Regions from separate parts of the Sus scrofa genome. Here region 1 is linked to region 2. Evidence: chromatin contacts called from public Hi-C data. All regions are on one chromosome and are shown on one strand. The core of a region is the stretch at or near the end of the contact, and the rest is flanking DNA. Distances in the headings are between cores, read along the strand shown.

Region 1 (4,929 bases), core at 548-3,047, 360 kb after region 2:
GGACTCCAATCATGCGGGGTCAGCATTCAGACTTGATGATCACCCAGCTGCTTCGGCTCAAGTTTAGTCCCAACTTTGATCCTCTTCCTTACGGCTGAGCGTCTCTCACAGTTCTTTTCCAGATCTCTCTTTCCTCCTCAGAAAATAAGGTGGGCGGGTGTGTGGTGGGCACGGAGGAGGACAAACTCCAAAACTCCAGGGGCGAGGACACTGCTGTAGGGACCGCAAGGGACAGCTATGGGAGCTCTGTCCCCCATCATCCATCAAGTAGCCAGCAAGTGAAAATAAAATCGACATCACCTATTAAACAATTCTCAATCAGTATACTACTTTGGGTGTGAGATGATCCACTTTCTCTTTAAACCAACCTAGAGTTTGCCTTAAAACAAACAAGAGCCTAACTTTGGTTCTTCAAAAATTCATTCAAAAAAAGCAAACACAGTCTTAAAGAAAAACCATGATGAAGCCATCTTCAGATCCTTTCCTGGGTGAGCCTGACACCTGCTGGCCTCTGGGTCCCCTGCAGTCACACTTGAAAAAGCATATTTTTTTTTTCACAAGATCCTAATACTATCTACGCAAATGTATCTGCTCAAGAATTCCAGAGATGGAAGTTCTTATGGTAAGGAACCTGACTAGTATCCATGAGGACTTGGGTTCGATCCCTGGCCTCACTCAGTGAGTTAAGGAGTCAGCATTGCCATGAGCTGTGGTATATAGGTCACAGACATGGCTTGGACCCCAAGTTGCAGTGGCTGTGGCATAGGCTGGCAGCTATTGCTCCGATTTGACCCCTAGTCAGGGAACTTCCATATGCTGCAGCTGCAGCCCTAAAAAAAGCCAAAATAAAAAAAGAAAAAAGAATTCCAAAGTTTTCTGGAAAGGATTGCATCAGAGAATTTATGCAAGAGAGATACCTGAGCAAGAGGTACTATGAGCAAGTATATTTCAGTTATTCATTTAGGGAGGAGGATTAAGGAAATAGCATTCAATAAATGAATAAGTTTCAGTCACATACACACAGAATGATCTGAAAATTCGTAAAGGAAACTATTCTCAATTTCCCCTCATCATTTATTAGAATCTGTAATCTGCTAGTAATAATTGTGTGTTTATAAAAAATCAAAGTGACAGACAATCTGAGAGGAAATGAGAGAGAAGCAAAGGAAACTCTAAGGAGAGAGAAAGAGAAGAAGAGCTGGGAGCAGATAGCAGAAAAGAGGCAAAATATAACGAGACAGCTTCAGGCACAAAGAGGCAAATGTCAAAGCAGCGAGGGTCAGAGAAACCTTGAGGTGGGAAGCAAAAGGAGAGACCATTCACTTTTCCCCGAAGACAACTTCCCCATAACATAGAGCAAAGAGGGGCAACAGCACTTTAACTGTTTGATGACTGACATATCTCCCTTAGCAGGCTGGTCTCCTAGGCTGCTAACTTTACTCTGGGGCAGCCAGTGCGTGGCAAGAGGAACTGGGTTCCGCTGCCCCTCTACCAGGCAGCTAACCCTCCTCGGCCGTGAGGAACACATTTCCAAGGCAACACTGAATTCAAAATCTGGGAAATGCAAGAATTTCATCTTCCAAATGGCACAATCAAGGGCGAGAGATGTTAACGTGGTGACCACGTCCTCAGCAGAAAAGCACAGCTCTCTGGCTTGACCTAACTGCCGTATCTGAGGAATTACAGACAGAAAATGTGGTAAAACATCAGCTTAAATACAGCTCCGGGGAGCCCTGTCTCCCCGTTTCACGTGTGGCTTCCTACCCTTGCATGATTCACTTTCCGGAATGAGACGCCCTTCAGAGGCTGAGTCATCCACAGAATCAGGTCAGCCAGGTCTGAGACAGCTTCTTCCCAGGGGACAAAAAGTAACTCATCAAGCCTCTTATTCTATTACTCCTTGTTTGGAATTGTAAATAAACAAAAACCATCTATGGGATCCTCCATTCACCTCGTTATGGCTGAATCCAGCCCCCAAAGCCATGGAGATGGTAACTTTCTCCAGATTTAATGACTACAGTTGACACGACCAAACACCCACCCCCAGGACTCAATCAGTAAAGTGCCCGTGAGGAGGTCATCAATTCAACTCCGCAGCAATTTCCAAGGACCAAAGCAAACAGGAAATGTGTCCCAAAGTGGAACTGCCAAAGCTTGTGGAAATTGTGCTTCAATTAATAGACAAGTAATTAATACAAGGACTTTTAAACAAGAAATGATTGCTACTTATCAGGAGTTCCTGTTGTGGCTCAGCAGAAACGAATCTGACTGGCATCCATGAGGACACAGGTTCAATCCCTGGCCTCATTCAGTGGGTTAAGGATCCAGCATTGCCATGAGCTGTGGTGTAGATCACAGACGAGGTGCAGATCAGGCGTTGCTGTGTCTGTGGTGTAGGTTGGCAGCTACAGCTCCAATCTGACCCCTAATGTGGGAATCTCCATAGGCTACGGGTGCAGCGCCCCCTACCCCAAAAAAGAAATTATTGCTACTTATCAATCTAAAACTATTATTTACCCAGGTTTGTGGCTGAGAGAAAAATAGAAACTGCTGGCCTTAGTAAGTCCTCAGCTTCCTTTCTTCCCTAAATTCTGTTCCTTACTTTGATAAACTAAGTCCATTCAGAATACCCCACCATAAAACTAAAAACACCCAGCAATCCCATTCCTGGACGTATATCCAGAAAAGACAAAAACTCTAATTTGAAAAGATATATGCACCCCAAAGTTCACCGCAGCACTATTTACAATAACCAAGACATGGAAGCAACCTCAATGTCCGTTAACAGATGACTAGATACAGAAGATGTAGTACATATATACAATGGAATATTATTCAACCAAGAAAAGAATGAAGTAATGCCATTTTCAACACAGACCTAGAGATTATCATACTAAGTGAAGTCAGACAGAGAAAGACATAAGATAATATATGTGGGCTCTTAAAAAAAAAGGATACAAATAAACTCATTTCCAGAACAGAAACAGAATCACAGACTGAAAACACACTTCTGGTTACCAAAGGAGGCAGGCGGGGGGGGGGGGGAGATAAATTGAGAATTTGGGGTTGAAATACGCACACTGTGGTATATGGATCGATTGGCCAACAGGAAGCTGCAGTATAGCACAGGGAACTCTACCCAATATTCTGTGATAACCTACATGGGAAAAGAATCTGAAAAAGCATGGATGGATGTGTGTATGCATATAGCTGAATCACTTTGTTGTACACAGAGATTTTCACAACATTCTAAATCAATTATACATCAATAAAACTTTTAAAGTGGGGGGGGGGGAGAAGAGCATCATAGGGCTCCTAAGTCCTGTTTTTTTTATTGATCACACTGTATATGTCTTACAAAAAAAGATGTAAAGTATTGCACAAATGGGCAGTGCACTGGGCTGTCCCCAGGATCTGTCCCTGCTTCAACAGTGTTTGGACAGAAAAGACCCAGGGGTGACTCTTGCTCCAGCTTCCGACTACCCTCCAACCTTTTTTTTTGCAGTTGCAACCCTCGGAATCAGCCACTCAGCTATCTCTGGTCTCTGAGACCAGCCAACACTACTTTTTGAACTTAACTCCTTATTAGGGATCAACCATGAGCTCCCAGGTTCGTCAGAATTATTCCACGGAATTGGAGGCCTTCCTCAACTGCCTGATCGATGCATCTGAGGGCCTCCCACACCTACCTCTCCCTGCGTCTCTATTTCAACAGCAATGATGTGGCTCTGGAGAGCGTGAGCCACTTTTTCTGCAAATTGGCTGAGGAGAAGCTGGAGGGCGCAGAGCGTCTCTTGAAAATGTAAAACTAGCGCAGTGGTAGCGCCCTCTTCCAGAACATGAGAAGCCATCTCAAGAAGAGTCGGGTAAAACCAGGACGCTATGGAAGCTGCCATTCTCTTGGAGAAGAACCTGAACCAGGCTCTTCTAGATCCGCATGCCCTGGGTTCTGCCCGTGCGGACCCGCATCTCTGTGACTTCCTGGAGAGCCGATTCTTGGATGAGCAGGTGAAGCCCATCAAGACGATGGGAGACCACCTGTCCGACCTCCGTGGACTGTCTGGTCCCCAGACTGGGCTGGGCGAGTACCTCTTTGAAAGTCTCACCCTCAAGCACAGCTAGGAGCCTCTGGAGCCCAGTGGCCTTTGAGGAGGCCCTCCGGTGCCTGGGCTTCTGCCAGAACCCCCGCCCTGCAGCCACAAGGCACTTTTTTAACCACCCTGGAGCCCTCTCCCAAGTCTTGGACCAAATGGAAACAATAAAGCTTTATGCAGCAAAACATAAAAAATAAAAACCAATATTGCACAAATGCAGTTACTTGAAATTATCCTTCTCTAAATAGGACCTATGGGGTGGGTGGAGGGGAGCTTGCCTATTTCATAATCCTTATTCTCCGAAAGCGGATCCCACCCCCAAATCACAGGAAAGGATTTCACATAGATCTCTCTGTGAGCCAGCCCCGCCTCTCCCAGAGCTGATTGGACGAGCAGGGATCACATGACCAGTGGGGGTTACCTGGCCAGAGAGGATCACATGTTCTCTGAAATTCAAAAAGCCATCATATTCTGTAAAATAAAAAACAAAAACCTTCTTCTGTGAGGCAATTCTGTGAAATCAGGGCAAAAATGAAACTTTATTCTTCTAAAAAGTCAGGAATTATTCCCCTAATTTGTGGGGTTTTTTGTTTTTGTTTTTAACTCAGTTCTTCATATTTATTTGACTTGGGCCACCACCTCTAATCTGTTTATATCATTTATATCCTTTTTTTTTTTTTTTTTGCTTGCTTTGTTTTGTTTGTTGCTACTTTTCAAAGTTTTTGATGTCTTTGATTTTTAAACAACAAAATACACAACAGAGAAAAAAAAAATCCCATAGTACTTGGTCTGCTGTTTTTAACTCATTCATGACTCTGATATATTAGACCAAATC
Region 2 (5,027 bases), core at 689-3,188:
AGAAAATCACTTGATTCCAGGTTATTTCCCACTGGTATCATGGTACATTTATGTAATGAAAACTTTTATCTAACAAAGATAAAGCTTAACTAGTACAAATCAGGAAGACTATTTATACTATTCATTTATAGAAGAGAGATCTTCTATATTTGACCTATGATTCCCTTCATGTGTTTCCCCAATATGTAATAATAATAATATAATATAATATAATTATATGTGTTATATACTATATACTATGTGTATAATATATAATGTGCTTTCCTGAATTGTGGTATTCGACTTTTACCACAGGCTGAAAATTTTAGAAATAAGCTTATTTTTTTCACGAATATCATCTCGTAGACATCAGGTGTCTTTGTGTCTCTTGTTCATATTTGCTCATTCGTATTTGTCTCTCGTTGGTATTCACGCTTGATACTCTTCTTTCCATCCCTTATCCCGCCTCGATTTGAGGACTAGTCACAAGCATTTGTTTAGATGGACCAGAGCTTTGACACTCCTCTGCCAAGACTGCTTCCTTAACCTTGTTCATCTAAAACCACTGTACCACAGGTTTATAAGCTGGAGAGACCTTAATAGTGGCTTGTTTTACCTCAAGGGATTCAACGTCATATGAACTTGCACTGTTCTTTCCATTATTTTCTACATGGTTAAATTAAATTGTTTCCACTATTTGCTCAGTGACTCCTGAGGAAATTCTGGTATTGAAAAATCCGGGAACTTCATAGTCCATGGACCACATTCCCTGGGGATGCCTGAGGACCGATAACTCCCACACTGAGCCTATGGACACAGCTCTCACTTCAAGCACATGAGCATTTGAGCCTCTCCTTCCGGATTCATCTTATATCCTCGTTTTCAGGTAGTTCTGGAATACTACTCTTTTACGAAATATTTCTTGGAGAGACCATACATTCTGCAGAGTAAAGCATTAAAGAATGATGTAAGATATTGTACGGCTAAGGTTACGGCTATCTTTATGCATCTTCATTTTTAAAAAGATACTGTTCTTTTCAGATAACTGTGCTAAACAATTGTAGACTTCTTAAAACCCTATTTTGAGCTCTGTCGAGACAGTAAAATCATTGGAACTGAATAAGTACTTCGTATAAGATTAAAAATTTTTTTTCCTCTCCCTTGGTTTTGTTTGATTTTGCCATTGAGGTCCATAGATCCAGTGGTGATCATATTAGAAATGGTAAGTAAGAGAAAATTGAATATACAACTTTTTAAAGTAATATATATATTCACATAAATAATCACTTTGGAAAACAAAAGCACAGAATCTCTAGTATATCACTGTGTATTCATCTTTTTTCATGTGCAAACTTGTTTAGTACAAAGAAAATACTTCTTTTGCCTTCAAAAAGTTGATAATCTCATGGGAGTGACATTGGAAAATGAAAAACAAACAAGTATAAAAATAATTTGAGAAGTTCCCATTGTGACTCAGTGGAAATAAATCTGATTAGGGTCCATGAGGACTCAGGTTCAATCCCTGGTCTCACTCAGTGGGTCAAGGATCCAGCGATACCATGAGCTATGGTGTAGGTCCAGATGTGGCTCGGATCTGTCAATGCTGTGGCCGTGGTGTAGGCCAGCAGGTATAACGCCGATTCGACCCCTAGCCTGGGAACTTCCATATACCATGGGTTTGGCTCTAAAAAGACAAAAATAATAATGATAATTTAAATTCTATAATTGCTACTTTTATAAAATCATGTTTTACAATTTTTCTATGGGTTGCACATGAGGAAATTAACCGGGAGGGTCAAGATGACTCCTTTCACAGAGTTGAGTAGAAATTCTTCTGGAATTGGAAACAGGAGTGTAGAATTTGAGGTACAATAAAGGCAAAGTCACAAGAGAGCCTTGGAAACCTCCTCTCAGCCTATTCTTAGAGCAGCACTTGGTCCAGTATGGCTGGAGCGATGGCAACGGCCAGAAATAAAGTTAGAGAAGCAGATTTGGCTCTGCTCAGAAAGAGCACTTGAGGCTACCAAGCTTGGTATTTACAAAGTTGTGACAGTCATCCAACCATGGGATGTAACCTGATCCAGAGAGTTTTTCATAGGGACCACTCTGGTGCTAGCACGGGGGAAGTTTCCAGGGAGAGACGATTGAAAGCTTAAGATGAATGTTGTCTGTTTTCATTAAAGCAAGACATGATGACCCTCTGAATAAGAAGGAAAGCCCTCTAAAGCAAATGCTGCTCATTCTTACAACTGCTGTGTCGCCAACCTAGAAAAGCGACGTAGGCAGCCCTCCACAGATATTTTTGAGCAAGTACACTGGCAATAGGAATGAACAAGAAGGCACAGACTTGAGAGCTTTTTTGGAGATAAAGAGGATGGCATTTATTGGCTAATTTATACTGATGGAAAGGGGGAAGGAGTCAAGGTCAACTGCGGGATTTCAAGGTTAAATGAGTAGAGAGGGACATCAAATGCAGCGAATGTTGAGACGTGCCTCACCCTGCACAGAGATGTGTCCCTGATGACCAGGTGGACTGATCACTGCCTAAGTGTAAGTACAGAGTTTATTCATCTCCTTTTGAGTTCTCTCTACTAATAGTGGTTCTGCATATTAACCTTTGAATTCATGGCTTTTCAGGGTTTCTGTCTGACAGGTAAAATACTGAAAGAACCAAGGAAATTATTAAAATAATAATAATAATAATGAGGGAGTTCCCTTCGTGGCTCAGCAGTTAACACACCCAACTAGGATCCATGAGGATGCAGGTTCAATCCCTGGCTTCGCTCAGTGGGTTAAGGATCCAGCATTGTCTCGAGCTGTGATGAAGTTTGCAGATGTGGCTGGGATACTGCGTTGCTGTGGCTGTGGTGTAGGCAGGCACCTGTAGCTCTGATTTGACCCCTAACCTGGAAACTTCCATATGCTGTGGGTGTGGCCCTAAAAAAAAAAGGCAAAAAATAATAATAATAATAATAAAAAAGACTCTCTGCCAAGTCAGGAGCTTTTCTGTGATAAGAACAATTATTATTTTAGCTCACATGTCAAGATCACATGGATTAGGAATCAAATTTTTTAAAGCATATCTCACATTCAGCTAAGGATCTGGAGTTACAAGAAGAAAAGAAAGTTTTATTTTATATTGATAGTAGGTATGTTAACACTATAGTCAAGTAGATCAAAATGTCTCCATGCTTCTGATGATTTGCTACTTCTGGGGCCCCAGTATGTGCCTGATAGACTGACAAGAATTCAAACTCTTTTTCTAGGCAGAGCAGTTCTGTGCTAGTGGACAGCGAGCCAGACAGATAAAAAGCAAAGTTTCTAAAGAGTGGACATGTGAAAAATTTTATGATAGAACAGGAAATTTTGGAGGAAAACAGGGAACAAATACATAAGAGAACCTGATATGGAACTCCAACCCTTCTTATTAAGGAAATGAAAGTCAGATAGGATATGAGTATAAAGAATGCATCAGATGAGCGTTAGGTCAATAACAATGATATGACTGCACTGGATATAGGATTTCACTTCTAAAAGTGAGACTGTAGATAGACTATTAGGTCCCCTTCACACAAAGATTTGAAAGATAACTTCATCAAAAGCAAAGCAATGATATGCAGGCTTGTGTTATCTTAGGAATGTTCTGGCGAAGACAGTAATTTCATTTAAAAAAATACTCAGGCTAAGTGAGCATAGCAGTGTTGAATAGGATGGAGAACTATCACAGAGTACTGATCAATGACAGATCAGAGACGAATGAAAATAGACTGCATGGGAAAGCAAAATGAAATGAAGCTTTCCCCATCCCCCTTCATTTTCTACTGAAAAACCATGTACATCAAAACAGAGTTCACCGAATCTAAGACTGGGTACTTTTATTGATATACGCTGCCAAGAAGCTGCAGATTTTATCACCGATTAAAGAAGATGACTATTAATGAAAGATCATTTTTTGGTAGAAACATGTCAGAGAAGATTTTGTGTATTGTGTGCCCCTCATATTAATTAATCATTGAAACAATGCAATTTATTGAGTTCTGACGTATTTCTTTTTTTTTTTTAGGGCCCCACCCATGGCATATGGAGGTTCCCAGGCTAGGGGTCGAATCAGAGCTGTTGTTACCAGCCTACACCGGAGCCACAGCAATGCCAGATCCAAGATGCACCTGCGACCTTCACCACAGCTCATGGCAACATTGGATCCTTAACCCGCTAAGTGAGGTCAGGGATCAAACCCACAAGCTCATGGATCCTAGTCAGGTTCATTTCTGCTGCACCATGACGGGAACTCCGGTTCTGGTATATTTCTTACACTACCCTATCCTAATATTTCAAGAAGCAAGAAGATTTCTAAGTATACTATCACATTTAATTTGACCTATAAAATGGATTATGGAGGAAATTGATGACAAAAGTGTAGACAGTTTATGCTCTGGTCAGAATGATTTGCTGTAAAACTGGGAATTATTCCTCTGCCTTGACTATACCAACAGACTCTGTGTTTAGATGTTCACACCATGTAAGATGTACTGGAGGGAGAGAGACTGCAGGGCCAATATTATCCATCATCATCAATGATATTTAATTAAGTGTGTCTAATGAAGATACAGTTTGAGGGTAAACTTTAGTCTTATGATTTTAGGAATAGAAATGGCTTTCTATTTTCTTATAAAATCTTAGCACTGAAAGGAGACTTCAGGAGTTGGAGTAGATGACTCACAGGCTAAATCTGGCCCGCAGCCTGTTTTTGTAAATAACATTTCATGGAACCATCAGGCTCATTCATTTACATGTTTTCTTTGTCTAGATACAGCAGAGTTGAGATCATACAGCCTCTAAAATTAAGCTGACACTAATCCAATGTCTTTGTCTCACAGATAAGGCAAATGAGGCCCAAAGAGGTTAGGTAACATTTCAAAATTAGGTGGTAAGTGGCCAAACTGGAACTAGTGTCTAAGAAGCAATTAACACAAGCGATAAAAAGTAGGACCAGGAGAAGGAGGAAATGGGTAGAATCATTAAGAGCTGTGAAGAGGACAGAGATGGTG

Evidence for each region. A called contact is a pair of places that touch in the nucleus more often than the background predicts.
Region 1: a Hi-C map of skeletal muscle shows a contact between it and region 2, with 6 times the contacts expected there. The contact joins two enhancer-like sites. A contact is called at or near these places in 3 of 47 Hi-C or Micro-C datasets (embryonic fibroblasts, heart right ventricle and skeletal muscle).

The regions. Positions count from the first base shown.
Region 1 is chr7:26,819,769-26,824,697 of Sscrofa11.1, forward strand. It overlaps the pseudogene LOC106504380. Among named protein-coding and RNA genes, the nearest start is that of MLIP, 20 kb to the left of the region's middle. Within about 2 kb of position 1,798, at least 7 of the 83 cell types and tissues checked have an H3K27ac peak or open chromatin away from gene starts, as enhancers often do. A contact at or near this core is called in skeletal muscle, where this site is marked.
Region 2 is chr7:26,459,638-26,464,664 of Sscrofa11.1, forward strand. The region is part of intron 10 of TINAG (tubulointerstitial nephritis antigen); the gene reads right to left. Among named protein-coding and RNA genes, the nearest start is that of TINAG, 61 kb to the right of the region's middle. Within about 2 kb of position 1,939, at least 4 of the 83 cell types and tissues checked have an H3K27ac peak or open chromatin away from gene starts, as enhancers often do. A contact at or near this core is called in skeletal muscle, where this site is marked.